Linked DNA regions of Hordeum vulgare: region 2 is linked to region 1. The links are chromatin contacts, called in public Hi-C maps. All regions are on one chromosome and are shown on one strand. Each heading gives the region's core, a stretch centred on a gene start, on an enhancer-like site or on the middle of the called end of the contact. The rest is flanking DNA. Distances are from core to core; before and after follow the strand shown. Region 1 has its middle 130 kb from the start of LOC123442916. Region 2 holds the start of LOC123442917 (zinc finger CCCH domain-containing protein 17-like).

Region 1 (4,604 bases), core at 607-3,106:
CCCTATGTGTTAGTTAATTTTCAGTATTATTGTGTTGGGAAATCTAGTACCAATGTTGGGCCTTTCCAGAACAGTTTTATCCCAGAAGAAAATCTAGGGAGTGTTAGGAGCGCTCAATTATGGAACATAAGACCGGTAGCCGAAACTAAGGCGGCAAAGATGGAACAAAACACTAGGCTAAAAGGCCAAGCTTTCCATCTTTTACCAAGTATATAAGTGCATTAAATTAAATAGCAATAATATGGTGATATAACAAGGAACCCATGTTTACACATGGAATCAAATGCACCTCCAACTAGCAACACTATCACAAGGCTGAGCAAGCGGTAACATAGCCAAACAGTGGTTTGCTAGGTTGTGGAAAGGTTATAGGCTTTTCATGGCAATGTTGGGAGGCTTATTAAATCGGTGGTAGGCAACGAGACATAGCGAAAGAAACAAGACAACTAGCATAGTAATAGAATCTAGAGAAATGGTCATCTTGCGTGTGATCCCGCTTGGAAGAAGAATGAATCTGTGAAGTAGACGAGCCAACGTAGTCGAACGAATCCTCACACTCTGACACGCTTACGGAACTCTATCGAGAAGAAGCAATCCAGAAAGAAAAATCAATGCATGATATTCACCATAACATATGCATGACATGATGCACAAACATATATGATGCATGTCCGGTTTAATTATGCAAGGCATGGCACATCACAACAATTGAATACTACACATTAAGTGAAGCTCAATATGCAACAAGTTGCATATTGACGAAACTCCACGTTTATATATTTAGTTCACTCTCCTTTAGGTACACGACAATATTAAATGTTGTTAAACATGGCAAGAGGCAAAGCATAATTAAACTACACTATCTAGGCATTTTAAATAAGGTCGGAAACATCACATAGCATCTTCGAAATGACCACATGTGTTAATTTCAAAATTGGTCCAGATCCGAACTAATATATTTTAATATTTATTAAACAGCAAAATAAGGTGGATCATGTGATTCTACACGTTATTCTAGTCGATTTACATATATAAATCATCTAAAACGGAGTTACGGTCTAAAAGATATGAAGAACACAAGATGACATTGACATGAATGCAAATGTATGCAAATGACAGCCACAAGATATTAAATCATGGATGCACATGGTATTATGAAGATACACGGTATCCTACACAAGTTTAAATGAGGGAGGAACAACGAATAATAATTCCAGAAAGTCCCCATATGTTAATTTTCCATTTGCTACAAATCTGCCTAAAACGCAATATTAGAGTTATCATGTTGTTCTATACATAATCCTAGCCAAGTTACATATATAAAACATTTTAATCGGAGTCATGGTTTAATATTTATGAATTAAACCGTTTTAGCATGGCATTTATGCAAATTAAATGAAAACAGAAAGTTAATCATATTCAACATGGTGCAAGTTGGTTATTGTGAAACTACAAAAAATTCTAAGCACTTTTCATATATTAAGTTTTTAAATCCAAGGCACAATTAATTAGCTATGAAGTAAAACATTTTAACATGATATCACGCAAAACGATGCAAACACCATATTTAATAGTTTTTTAACATGCATGAAAGTGGAATATTATTAATCTACATAAAATTCTGGACATTTTACATACCTACATTATTTTCATCCAATGCACGGTTAAATATTTATGAGCATTTTAAAATACGCATTTTTCTATAAATACGAAAGTCCCTGGAAATTAGACAAATTCATAACGCAGAAAAAAAATGAGTTAGGCCAAATCTACTGCAAACAGGCCAACAGTGCCCGAGCGTAAGATACCTAAAGGTCGTAGACGCACACAATAGACGGGACTTGGCGCTGGCTTCTGCTTACTTTGCGGGCCTCGGCCCAGCTCGGTGGCACCGTTGGGCACAGGAGCGAGGCGGCCTTGGAGAGGAGGTCCGATGGAATTTCCTATTCAACGCTCCATGCGGCAAATAGCCGCTGCTTCGCACAGGGGTGCGACCGAGCGACTGGGTTTGGCCGGCCCGTTCAAACTTTGACTGATTCCGGTTTTGGAACCTTCTAGGGTTCCAGCCGGTTTTACCTGTTTTGGGAAACTTCTAGAAGGTTCCCTTAACCTGTTTTTTTATTTTTCTATTTTTTCTGTTTCTGTTTTTGTTTTTTGTTTTCTATTTCTGTTTCAAAATTGTTCTGAATTTTCAAAAAATGTTCTGGATTTTAGGAAAAACGGTCCAGAATTTGTAAAAATGTTCTGGAAATTGAATAAAATATTTTGGAATTTGGAAAAATGTTACGGAATTTAATTGTTTTTCTGGATTTTGAAAAAATGTTCCGGAATTTCATACTGTTCAAGATTTTGAAAAAATGTTCCGGAATTTGTTAAAATGTTCCGGATTTTTTAAAAATATTCCGAAATTTGAAAAGATGTTCTGGAATTGAAAAATCTTCCGGAATTTTAAAATGATCCAGACTTTTAAAAATTAGTATTCAAATTCTAAAAATATTTTATACTTTTAGGAAAATGTTGGGGATTTTCCAAAAAATATTTAGAGAGCAGAAAATGGAAAAAACTACAATCGTTGTTCACCAATTGGGTCGGCCCAGTGGGGCGTCACCCGAAGCCCCGACTGGTTGCCGTACTGAGCAACGAATAGGAGGTCCCAGCTCCTATACGGCACTGCAGGCCCCAGTTCGCGCTCCTCGAGCCTCCAGTGCCCCATGTTGGGCCGGCCCATGAATCATCAGCTGGCGCCGTGCTGCAGGCCCTGCAAAAATTTCATTGATTTTCAAAAACATAAATTTCAAAACGTACATTAAAATTCCATTCGATTAAAAAGCAATTAATCAGATTTGCGAAAAGTTTAATGATTGTGAAAAAAAGGTCACCGATTTTTAAAATATGTTCATGGATTTTCAAAAAGTTCACAAAATTTTAAAAAATCTTCCATTTTGAAAAACGAATTCATCAATTTTTAAAAACAGGTCATTGATTTGGAAAACAGTTCATGAATTTTAAAATAAGTTCATCCCAAATATGAAAAAAAAAATCATGGATTTGGAAAAAAGTTCATTACTTTCGAAAAAGTTCACCATTTAAAAAAAATCATCCCAAATTTGAATAGAAATTCATAGATTTTTTTAAAAATTATCAAATTCGGAAAAAGTTCATCGATTGAAAAAAAGTTCATCCCAAATTTGAATAAAAATTCATTGATTTGAAAAGAAGTTCATTAATTTCGAAAAAAGTTCATCAATTTAAAAAAACTTCATCCGGAATTTGAATAAAAATTCATTGATTTTAAAAAAAGTTCATTGATTGAAAAGAAGTTCATCTCAAATTTGAATAAAATTCATTGATTTGAAAGAAAGTTCATTAATTTCGAAAAAAATTCATCAACTGAAAAAAGTTCATCCCTAATTTGAATAAAAATTCATAGATTTTTAAATAAGTTGATCAAATTCGAAAAAAATTCACCCCTAATTTGAAAAAATCATTGATTTGAAAACAAGTTCATCAAATTCGAAAAAAGTTCGTAGTTTTTTTTGGAAAAAATCATGAGATTCAAAAAAGAATCATAGAATTCGGAAAAGTTCATCGTTTTTGAAGAAAAATTTCATCAAACTTGGAAAACAATCATTGATTGTGAAAAAGGTTCACGAATTTAAAAATTGTTCATCACATTTAAAAATAAATTGCAAAATTTGAGAAAAGTCAACGCATTTGAAAAAGAAAAAGGAAGCAAAAAAGAAACAGATAAAAAGATAAGAAAAATAAAAAAGCAACCAAGCCATTTAAAAAAAAACTAGAAAACCGGTCGCGATCTAGAGAAAGAATATAGAGGAGAATACGATACTTATCGCACATTGTGGGTTGCCTCAAGTGGTTGGAGCGTTTCTAACATATGTGCTAGGTGTGTGGTTCGAATTCGTTCATGGCCCTTTTTTCCAATTTTACAGAATAAGAGAATAAAAGTATCTCGGTCGGCCCAAATCGCGGCAGAGGGGTATGCGCTGCAGGCGCCGGTTAGCAAAAATGGCCTATAACCGGCGCGTATGGCGATAAATAGGATTTGCCGCCTTGGAGCGACTCGGCTTGGGCAGCGGTCGCCTGGGCCGGGGCGAGGCCGTAGCTGGCAGGCGCGCGCAGCGTTAGCCATGCCCACCCACGGGCGTTGCAGGTCGGAAGTTTACGCGACCGAGCGCTGGAGAGAGCGAGCGCCCGAGGCAGTTAACGTGAGCAGGGCTGCGGGCATCACCCATGGCGGCGGGCAGGCGAGGCACCGACGGGGATGCGCGGATACGGGGCGGGGCGGCCCAGATCCGGCCAGCGGCAACGACGGCGGGCTCAAGGCGGCGGCGACGAACGCATGCACGCACCATGGCCGGCGAAGGAGCTCCAGCAAGACCATGGCAGGGACGGTGGCGAGGGGCTCCATCCAGCATGGGGCCCCGGCGAGGCGCAACGTCGCCGGCACGCGCGGGGCGGCCCGACGGCTGGACTGGTGTGGCGGTGCGGTGGAGGCTGCGGGCAGTGTTGCGGCTGCGCGGTGGAGCGCGGGCTCTGCGGTAGCCGGACATGTCTGGTTTTTGGCGCGGACGTGTCCAGGTGGG
Region 2 (4,604 bases), core at 1,177-3,676, 430 kb after region 1:
AAGTAAAAACATAAAGGTGTAGCTAACATAAGCCTTCATGTTTGAAACTTCAATGAGGTCTTCAGAAATAAAACTGATGGAAATATTCGTGTAAATTAAGTTTGCAGAACTTACATGCTCCTCAGAGTGGGTATGCATGAGTTGAAGGTCTCCAGATTCTGAAGCAGCCCAGGCCTTTACAGTCTTGTCCAGAGAGCAAGAAAGTAACTTCTGACCCCAACAAAGCACAGAAGTAACAGCAGCCTTATGCTCAGAGAGTGTTTGGACACATTGAAGATTTTTAAGGTCCCATACCTGATAAATACCCAGAATATATCAGACACAAACATAGCATTTAGTAGCCAACAGAAATCAGCGGATGTGCAGCATTTTCGTACTCTGATTGTCTTGTCAAGTGAGCCAGAGTAAAGCCTTGTTGCTGAGACAGCAAGTGAAATCACATGATGGTCATGACCAGCGAGGATTGCCACTGGTTCCGAGTTGATGTCCTTAGCAGGAAATTTCCAAGCCATGATGCGCCCGTCCGCCGTGCCAGCAAACAGCATCCCATCCTTGATAGTCATGGAACAAACAAGCCCAGAAGGTCCCTGAAGACTTAGCTTCATCCCTGTGTTTATGTTCCATGCCTGGAAGCCATCGAAACAACGAAGAACAATAGTTCAACACCCAATAGCGCTTCAATATATAGCAAAATTGACTTGCACTCCCAGTAAAATTGAGAATACCTCCACGGATTTTGGTATTCCAACAAATACCCACTTGTCGTGAGTGATCATACAGCCAATCTTCCCTCCCATCTTGATGACATCAACGCACTATTGCAGAAACATTAAGAATAGAAAGGGCAACACAGCAGATTAGAAACTCTCGCTCTCTTTTTTTCTCTACTACACAACAATCTTTTCTTAAATTTCTCCTTTTTCCTGAAGAATCTTCTCTTCTAATAGCTCATCTCTCGTTTGTCCCTTTCTTTTTTTACTCTTTTTTCTTGCTATTAAACATATGGCCATCTGGCAATCAGAGTGCAACTTTAACTGCAGAGAGCTTTGCCTGTCAGGTAACCAGCCTGATCGCCTCCCGAAACTGATCCGGTGTACACTGATCACGACAAACAGGCGAAAAGCCTCCAAGGCAAATCAATCTGACATGTCCTCAACCCCAGGCGTGCCAAATGACAACCTGATCTGAACCAACGGGTACATCAGGCGCACCGAGGAATTAGAGGAGCTCCTCAGTTGATCAAGCAGTCAGCGCACATCAACCATCATAGACGATGCACAATTTGAGCCCATCGGCACATCGACCACCTCAAGCAACCAGAGTTAATCCCCAATTGATCAGGCAGCAGAACTCAACCGCCACACGTAATGCAGGAATCAACACAGACACGACCTCAAAGGTGAACCGAGCATAACGAGTCTGAGGGGAATGCCAAGAGCGGATAGCCCAGCTACCTTGCCAGATTTGCCGTCCCATACGCGAACAGACCCGTCGGCACTGCCAGAGTAGAGCTTGTCAGACCCCATCGGCATAGAGATTCCAGTAATAGCCTGCAGCATCCGATAAAAACCGTAAGAGCCCCGTAGCATGATCCTGGTGTCTTTCTCTCAGCTTTCAAATTGAACAATTACTCGCAGCAAAGCAAATTCTTAACAATTATACAAAGAGACAACGGGTTTGCTAATTATCCAACCAATTACAAATTATTTGTATACTTCTTAACAATTATATTCCTCCGTCTCAAAATAATTGTATCAACTTTATACTAGCTGTAGTATACAGTTATACTAAGATTAAGACACTTATTTTAGAACGGAGAGAGTAAAAATTATTTACAAATTAACAACGGGCTTGCTAATTTGACGCAACATAGCATCTGAGTATTCAATCGGAACAGCGCGGCGTTACGATACTGCGATTTCGCAGAGGGGCGGGGAAACAGCCACGCACCTCCTTGTGTCCAGCGAGGGCGCAGAGGAAATTGAAACCGCCGCAGCCACGGCCCTCCTCGACGCGCGGCTCCTGGATCGGCTCTGGATTCGTCCCCGCCGGCTTGGGATCCGTCTTCTGGTCCGACTTCTTCGGGTCTCCAAGCCGCCGTCGTGTAGGTGCAGGGGCTGCGGCGCCGCGACTCAATCCGCCGGATTCGGCCCTCCGCCCGGGGCCGAGGAGCCTCGCCGTCTCGGGTTCGAGGCGGAGGGACGGGCGGGAGGCCTTGGCGCAGCCGCTCCTGCGGGGTTCGGAGGGGCGGGCGTAAGGGCCCCACCGTGCGGGCGCGGCCGTGGGCGCGGGACCGGGGCCGAGGCGCGCGGAGAGGGAGGATGAGATCGGCATGGCGGGGTCCTGTCTCGCCGGAGGCGCGGCGACGGCGGGGGCGAGGCGGCGCTAGGTATCGGTGGTGCGGGGAGGCTGAGATCGCGTCTGCGCGAGGGATTGTGGATGTGGCCGGAACGGAGCGAGAAGTGGCACGAGGCGGTTGCGAACTTTTTATTTTTCGATGAGGAGGCAGTTGCGACTTGCGACGGACAGGGCTAAACCTGCGGCCCATGTACGGGTGCCCAGCATCGCGGCCCAGGTACGGTCTCAGCCTCAGGCGGGCCACGTGTCTGGCACGACCCGATTTCTTTTTAGACATTTTCGGAAAGCTTTTGTACGGCCGAAATCACTAATTTGTAGTACTAGGAAATGTGCCCGTGCGTTGCAACGGGAAAAAACAAAATGTTGCATGCTCCTAGCTAACCATTTAATTTTTTTGTTATTTTTTCTATTCATAATAATTGCTAATGATGTTCATATTGTCCATTATACTTTTCACCATCGCTAACGATCAATTTTAAAATGATGTGCTTTTCATTATACTTTGGCACAACACAGGGGCATCGCTAGAGAGTAAACGGCTTTTGACAAGGATTTTTGTAATGTGGTCAGTGTTCACCAAATACGTATGCCTCATGGTCGCCGTGCTCTAACCTGAGGACGGCACCTGCAGTTTTTGGAGAGGAGACCTCCATGGTAAGATTAAATGTGTTGTATAATGCAGATTTTCGCATTTTTTTAGTTTCCGTGAACATTTTTTAAAATTTCTTACACATTTTCTTCAAATTCAAGGATATGTTTTGAATACATGATCATTTTCAAAACCATGCATGTTTTATATTTGCTGAATATATTTTTCAAAAATGTGAAATTGTGAATTCTTTTACAATATCAAAACAGTTTTTTTAAATCATCAACATTTTTTGAGTCCATGAACATTTTATGATTACCCGAACCTTTTTTTGAATTCCCAACATTTTATGATTTCATCAGTATTTTTTAAATCCGTGAACGTTTTATCATTGCCTAAACCTTTTTTTGAAATCCCAAAAGATTTTATAATTTATTGAATATTTTCGCTCAAAACTCGGAAAAAAATTAATTTGGAAATTTGCAAATTCCGAATTAAATTAAAGAAGAAAAAACAAATGGAATTAATAAAAAAGAATTACGTGACGAAAAAAATGTAGGTTCCAGGTATCAAACCTGGGTCACCTAGGTGGAGTACCAGCGCTCCAACCACTAAGCCAAGCACACCAGGTTTTTTGTTTGGGACCTCGTCGTATAAGTATCGTAATGTACGATGACTTTGACTGGAAAAAAATTGAATCGTTTTCTTCACTTATGGGTGGCATACTGGGTAATTTAGGACAACATTGAGGATAATTTTAGTGACGTACAACCGAAGCACTAAGTGCTTTATTATTAGGGAGAGACTTTTAAAAAAATATTCCTATCTTTTTAAATTGTCACAAATGATGATATCCCACGCGTTGCTACGAAAATCTTTATAAAATAGATGAATAAATATGTGGTAAATAACTATACGCATTGCAAAAACAAATATAAGGTTGATCTCAGTTTATATTTTAGAAACAATAAAGCATATGAAGCGTGTGATATAATATTATATAAGTATGAAGTCAACGGGCTGTCTACATAACAAAAATGTGTAACATAACCTACACATATTTGTAGTGTCACATCTATGTCCACAGAAAAATTAGTGAAACAAATTGACATGCATAATTGCTGAGGTGGCATGATTACACGAATAGATTAGTGCATAAATTATAGCTAATGAACACATGCATGACTTGATGATGTGGCATAATTGCATGAAGAGAAAAATTAGGTACTTGGTTACAACTATTTAAGAATAGAGAATGTGGACCACTTATTCCAATATAAGAGTTTTTCCTTTTTCGCGGATTTGTATTTTTAAAACGTTTTATCTTTTATAAACAATGTGTGTTCAAATTTTGAACCGTTTTCACCGTTGGGTTCCTCGCATCGAGATCTTCAAAACTAGATCCTATGTTGATAGATTTTGATAAACCTTTTTTCCAGAAAAAACCCGAACGGAAAAAGCGTTTCAGAAAAACCGTGCCTCTCATGATAAAAAAACAAAAATTGTGTTTTTGTTTTTCGTTTCCTAGAGACATGGTTGTGCCTCTCGCGAAGTCAAAACCGTGCCTCTCGCGGAAGCAAAACCGTGTCTCTCGCGAAAAGAACAGAAAACGTGTTTTTTCGTTTCCGAAAAGCACAACCATGCCTCTTGCGAAAGC

What was found. A called contact is a pair of places that touch in the nucleus more often than the background predicts.
Region 2: a contact with region 1 is called in a Hi-C map of leaf, with 2.5 times the contacts expected there. The contact joins the promoter of LOC123442917 here to the enhancer-like site in region 1. A contact is called at or near these places in 1 of 6 Hi-C or Micro-C datasets (leaf) and 1 of 1 datasets of contacts at active chromatin or transcription factors (embryo).

Annotation. Positions count from the first base shown.
Region 1 is chr3H:48,085,580-48,090,183 of MorexV3_pseudomolecules_assembly, forward strand. No RefSeq gene overlaps it. Among protein-coding and RNA genes, the nearest start is that of LOC123442916, 130 kb to the left of the region's middle. Within about 2 kb of position 1,857, at least 3 of the 3 cell types and tissues checked have open chromatin away from gene starts, as enhancers often do. A contact at or near this core is called in leaf, where this site is marked.
Region 2 is chr3H:48,510,623-48,515,226 of MorexV3_pseudomolecules_assembly, forward strand. LOC123442917 (zinc finger CCCH domain-containing protein 17-like) reads right to left here and starts at 2,427. Exons shown (of 7, transcript XM_045119101.1): 1 at 1,951-2,427; 2 at 1,455-1,550; 3 at 726-815; 4 at 378-626; 5 at 115-294. The coding sequence starts at 2,334.